2 separate regions of the Anas platyrhynchos genome follow, and region 1 is linked to region 2. The links are chromatin contacts, called in public Hi-C maps. All regions are on one chromosome and are shown on one strand. Each heading gives the region's core, a stretch centred on a gene start, on an enhancer-like site or on the middle of the called end of the contact. The rest is flanking DNA. Distances are from core to core; before and after follow the strand shown. Region 1 holds the start of DUSP7 (dual specificity phosphatase 7). Region 2 has its middle 59 kb from the start of RPL29.

The links. Hi-C and Micro-C count contacts between places; a contact is called where the count stands out from the background.
Region 1: a contact with region 2 is called in a Hi-C map of subcutaneous adipose tissue, with 4 times the contacts expected there. The contact joins the promoter of DUSP7 here to the enhancer-like site in region 2. A contact is called at or near these places in 5 of 8 Hi-C or Micro-C datasets (F5 follicle, liver, skeletal muscle and 2 more).

Annotation. Positions count from the first base shown.
Region 1 is chr13:15,140,440-15,143,139 of IASCAAS_PekinDuck_T2T, reverse strand. DUSP7 (dual specificity phosphatase 7) reads left to right here and starts at 1,330. Exons shown (of 3, transcript XM_027467639.3): 1 at 1,330-1,967. The coding sequence starts at 1,556.
Region 2 is chr13:14,900,693-14,903,392 of IASCAAS_PekinDuck_T2T, reverse strand. No RefSeq gene overlaps it. Among named protein-coding and RNA genes, the nearest start is that of RPL29, 59 kb to the right of the region's middle. Within about 2 kb of position 1,397, at least 1 of the 8 cell types and tissues checked has an H3K27ac peak or open chromatin away from gene starts, as enhancers often do. A contact at or near this core is called in subcutaneous adipose tissue, where this site is marked.

The DNA of each region.
Region 1 (2,700 bases), core at 81-2,580, 240 kb before region 2:
AGAAATCTGGTCTTGCCTCTGCAGGTGATGTGCCTGGAACCTGTCCTGCTCAGAGGTTTATGTGTTCACTAACATGACCGCAGGACAGAGGTGAAGTGCATCCCTGCTGGTTTCACAACTGTTGCTGCTGCCTCCCAAAAAGGAGCCCCCCTAAAATTCATGGCACTGAGCATACCCCCAGTAGGCTGAGCAAGGGCTTTAGCCCCAGATGTGCCTTCTTTGCACAGCCCACTGCTGTTCCACTTAGGAATTGAAGGTACTTTGAGAAATGTTCTGAAAGGTCAGCTATTTTCACCGTGGCTTGCATAAGAACCTCAACATCCTTTGCTGCAAGAGTGGCGTTAGTAACTTCCTACTGCAACACTGAATCACAATAGCTTCCCACAGCAACCAGCAGTAAAAATAAACTGGGCAAGGGGAAGTGGACAACTTCAGCTGTTCCGCTTTCTCAGGCACACACTTGAGTCACAGAGAAGCAATGTAGAAGCAGACGTTGATTTTGCTGATAGCGATGAAATCCACGAACGGCCCTGAGCATGGTCCTGCTGAAAGCAGAGTTTTGTAACGGGATGCTCGACGTGCTCGAAGTTCAGCACGTTCCCAAGCGCGGCGTTGGTTCTGCAATCCCATTAGGGTCCCTGCTTAACAACCGGGCTAAAGGGAGACAGGCTGTGGCTGCGTGCTTTACCCAACCCAGCACCTATTTTTTTGCCTAGGCACACAGCTTTGTTCCAACAGCACCTTAAAGCCTGTTACAACTCGGGCTGTGTATGCGTGTTTGTGTGCACGTGTGCAGGGAAGAAGGGTGTTACAGGACGACATCTTTCCCGTTACACAAGGCACATCCTGGGCCTTGACTTTCACCCAGCCGCGTCCCTGAGCCTGGTGCTGGGGCAGACCCAGAACCCTTCCCTCTGCGGCAGGATCTTCTGGGAAGGCTTAGAGCGAGGGGCTGGAGTGAGGAGAAGCTGTTGGCATGAAGGAAAGTCTCATTTATTTATTTATTTATTTATTTGTCTGTCTGTCTGTCGGAGTGGCTGACACCCGCGGAGATTTGGGGTGCACAGCCCCAGAGGCTGCCCCCATGGGATGGCGCGGACATCACCGAAACCCGCGAGACCCCGCGCCCCTTCCCGCGCTTTGCAGCCCCGCCCCTGCCCATATATGGCCGCCCGCCTCCCTCCCTCCGCGCTCTCATTGGCTCCCGCGGGCTTTGGGGGCGTGTCCCTGAGGGAGGGGGCGTGTCCCTCGCGGCGCGCCATGGCGGGGCGTGGCGCGCCGCGCTGTGCCGGGCCGGCCCCCGCCCCGCCCCTCGGGCCGCCCCCGCCGCACGACCCGGCGGGCCCGGCGGAGAGCCCCGCTTTAAGGGAGGCCGCCGGGATGGGGCGCGCCGCCTAGGGCAGAGCGGGGCCGCCGTGCTCCGGGCCGCAGGCAGCGCGCAGCTACACGGCCGGGCCGAGCACAGCCCAGCACAACCCAGGGAGCCGCGGCGGGGGTGGCCGCTGGGGGCCGGGCCCTCGCTCGCTCGCTGGCCGCCCGCCCGCCGCCGAGCCCCATGAAAACGCAGGTCTGGGGGAGCTCCCCGCGGGCGCCCATGGCTGCGGCGATGCCGTGCAAGAGCGCCGAGTGGCTGCAGGAGGAGCTGGAGTCGGGAGGCGGCCGGTCCCTGCTGCTGCTCGACTGCCGCCCCCACGAGCTGTTCGAGAGCTCGCACATCGAGACCGCCATCAACCTGGCCATCCCCGGGCTGATGCTGCGGCGCCTGAAGAAGGGCAACCTGCCCATCCGCTCCATCATCCCCAACCACGAGGACAAGGAGCGCTTCGTCAAGCGCTGCAAGGCCGACACCGTGCTGCTCTACGACGAGGCCACCGCCGACTGGCAGGACGGCGGCGCCGCCACCTCCGTGCTGGGGCTGCTGCTCCAGAAGCTGCGCGACGACGGCTGCAAAGCCTATTACCTGAAAGGTGAGCTGCGACCCCCCCCCTCCTCGCCCCGCAGCCCCCTCGCCCCATCCGACCCTGCTCCCGCATCCCCCCCGCACCGCCGGGTGCAGCGATCCCCCCTCGTTTTTCCCCTCGTTTTAATCCCCGGAACAAAATGGTGGGAGGCTGCCAGCGCCCCGCTGCCTTCTCACCCCCCCCCCCCGATGTAGGGCAGCCCCCTGCCTTCCCCGCAGCCTCCCCAGCCCCGAGCCCAGCAGCCCCCGGCTGTTTCGCTGCAGCCCCCGCGGCTCCCCACGGGTGCCTCTCCCCTTCCGAAAGGGCCTCCATCCCTTAGATTTCCTCTCCCCCCCAAAAAAAAAAGCCCTCTGCACCCCCCCATTCACTTTCCCTGGAAACAGCAGCCTGTCTGGGGGGGGGGCTGCCCTCCTTCCCCCCTCCATAGGGCGATGCAGGAGCTGGAGGGGGGGGAACACCCTGCGTACCCCCATTCCTCCCCCCGAACATGCCCTTTTCCTGCGGTTTTGGGGTATTTTTGGGACCGTTTTAGGAACATCCCGGTGGGGCTGAGCGGAGCCCGCAGCCGCGCTGCCGGGGCGGTCGCTGGGTGGCGGCGTTGGGGCAGGAATAGCAGCGGAGGCGAGGCGGCTGTGCGGGGGAAGGGTGCGAAAGCTGCCACTTGCAGCCCTTTAAAAAAACGCTGCTGCTGCCGAACAGCCCCTCTGATGGGAGCCGGGGGAGCCCCTGGTGCGGGTTT
Region 2 (2,700 bases), core at 148-2,647:
AGTGCCTCTCATTTCAGCCCAGGCAAGGTGTCCACCTGCCAAGCCAAGCTGGTGCTCACTGGAGTTTGCCGGACCCTCACAGGCTGATTACTCAAGCAGAACTGTTCATAGCAATGGGAAGGTGGCCAGGCCTGCAAGAAGCATTGCCGTGTTTGCACCTCCAGCTCCACATGGTCACCAAGAGAATCGCAGCCTGGACGAGTTGGTCCCTCCTAGCAGGGACAGGGTGGGCTTGTTACCCAGCTCTGCCAAGCAGAGGTGAAGGTCATTTTGTGGCAGCTTTCAAAAGTTTCATGGCTTGTGGTTTTTTTGTTGCACTAGGGGCACGATAGCAGGCCAGCCAGTCGCAGATTGGCTTTGCCTTAGAAGCCTTCCTGTCAAACCCAGTTGCAACACCGTGCCTTTTGACTGCGAATTGGGATATTTCCGTGACAATCCATTTGAGCACTGGTGTTTGGATGAGCTTTGCTAGTCAGTTGCTCCATGATGCTTCAAGGAATGGAGAAATACAGCAGCTCCGTGTGTTCCTTCTGAGGACTCTCAGATGGCAGTAACAGCTCGCCGGAGAGAGCAGGTACAGGCCCACCTGCTTCCTCGTTTTGTAGCTGACCTCAGCTCCAGTTATTTCTCTACTTATTGAGCCGAGGAAGGAGATACATGAGGGTATTTCTCATTTTTCAGGATGACAGTCTTTTCTCTGTCCTAGCATTATGCTAAGTAAGAAGTGCTTGTTGAGGGCCACATCTGCAGATGGATAGACCAATAAATAAAGGAAGGCAAAGATACTTGCCAAGAAGCCACTTTGCTGCTTATACATGCTAAAAGCCTGTGAAATTAAAGAGTGGAGATGCGTGCAGACAGATGAAGGAGAGAGATGCTGCTGGGTAAAACCGGAGGGATAAAGAGATCTTCAGGTCATCCTCTGACAGCTTGCACCTCTCTGTGCTGATGGGCTCCAGTATCTGCTCCTTGTTAATCAATACTGCTTATCAGAACTACTGGCCAGCCAGAAGGTGTACTGAAAATCAACCAGTCACGAAAATGGCCATTCTCCAAAAAGAAATCGCTGCCTTCTCCATTAGGAGTTAAACCTGGATAAGCACAAACCCTACTTATAACAGTCTGACGTTCACCAGCAGCCTGCTCTGACTGTCATTTTTTTTGCAGTAATTTTTCTGCCGTCGGGGAAAAGAGGAATTGCTGCGTTGACCTGGGAGCTGCAGGACAGTCCCAGCATGTCCAGCCTCACTCGCTGCCTTTTCCAACATTTCTGTCTGGTTGAAATAGAGCCTGTTAGAGCCCTTCCAAAATTTCCAAACAATTAAAACCCCTTGGAAGCTTGGCCTGGTTAATCTTGGAAGAAAGAAGGCTGGCTGCAGACAGAGTAAGTAACGCTGATCCTGAACGGCGCAGCAATGCTTGGAGCAGTTTGCCCTCCAATGGCCAGTTGGAGCTTGCAGCTCCTGCCCTCACGCCGAGGTTTCCTTTAACTCAGATGGCTCCAGACCCCCTGATTAGTGCGTTGTGCCCCTCACCTGCATTATTACTCCATCCCAAGGATAATCTGTGAGAAAGGGAGAGTGGGGGCCTTTTCAGAGCAAAGCTCTCTCATGGAAGGTGCTCAGTGCCGTCTATTTCTGCTGCAGCCTCCTTGAAGGCGCTTTTGGCTTTTTGGGGATAGCATGGACCTGCTCTGCGTTTCGTGGTTTGGTCTTGTTTGTGGTTTGTTGAGATTGTTGTCTAAGCTACAAAAGACCTGGAGCTGCTGTGCTTCACTGAGGGCATCTGACAAGCAACTGCAGGCTGAAGCACAGTTAGATACAAGGAATCTAGCTGCAGAAATGTCTTCTGCAGGGCTCCTGTTAGGAGATGGCTCCTACACTCTGGGGCCAGATCCTTCTCAGACCCCATGCTGCTGGTTTGGCCAGCCCCATGTCAGGCTCTGTTGGTAACTGGGGTGAAGAGAACGGGTTGACCTGGCATGGACCAGGGGCATTTCCACCACCCTGCCAAGCTACTCCTGCCCTAGAGAAGCCCATAGGCCATTCCTGTTGTCTCCTACAAAAACCCCAAATCCCAGAGGGAAGCAGAGAGCTGGGGCCAAGCAACCAGCCTACGAGAGGGCACTTCTACTGGTCAGCTTTTGTCAGGGCAAGGAGGAATTGGTTTGGGGTGAGGAATGTCTTTATTTTCCTCTCTGGAAGGTGAAACAGCATTAACAGAACCACAAAGAGGAACACAGAAGAAAATTATTTTGCTTTTGCCAAAATTTTACATGGTGAAACAAAAGACAAAGTACGAACTCCTGATTTTCTCAGTCATTTTTTGAAGTAAATTTATTCTCTGAGGCTTAGAGTTTAAGGTATTTAGGTATAAGACAGAAAGATGTAGCTTGATTTTTTTTCCCTCTTATTCAGTGCCATCCTGGCAACAATCAGGTGTGAAGTTCAGACTGCTCCTCTCCTTCTTCCACCTATTCTAAAATTGTTCTGCTACTTTTGGCCTTTGAATTTTGTGGGGGTTTTTTGTTTGGTTGTTGTGTTTTTTTCCTCTCTGGATATCTGCAGTGAGTTTTCAGGTATGATGTGCACCACAGCAATTCTTACCGTGTTCCCTGGTGATACACAGTGTCTCCAGCATCACGCTCAGGAAGACAAACCTCAAAAATGTGGTCCCTGTTAACTAGCCATTAGCACCAGC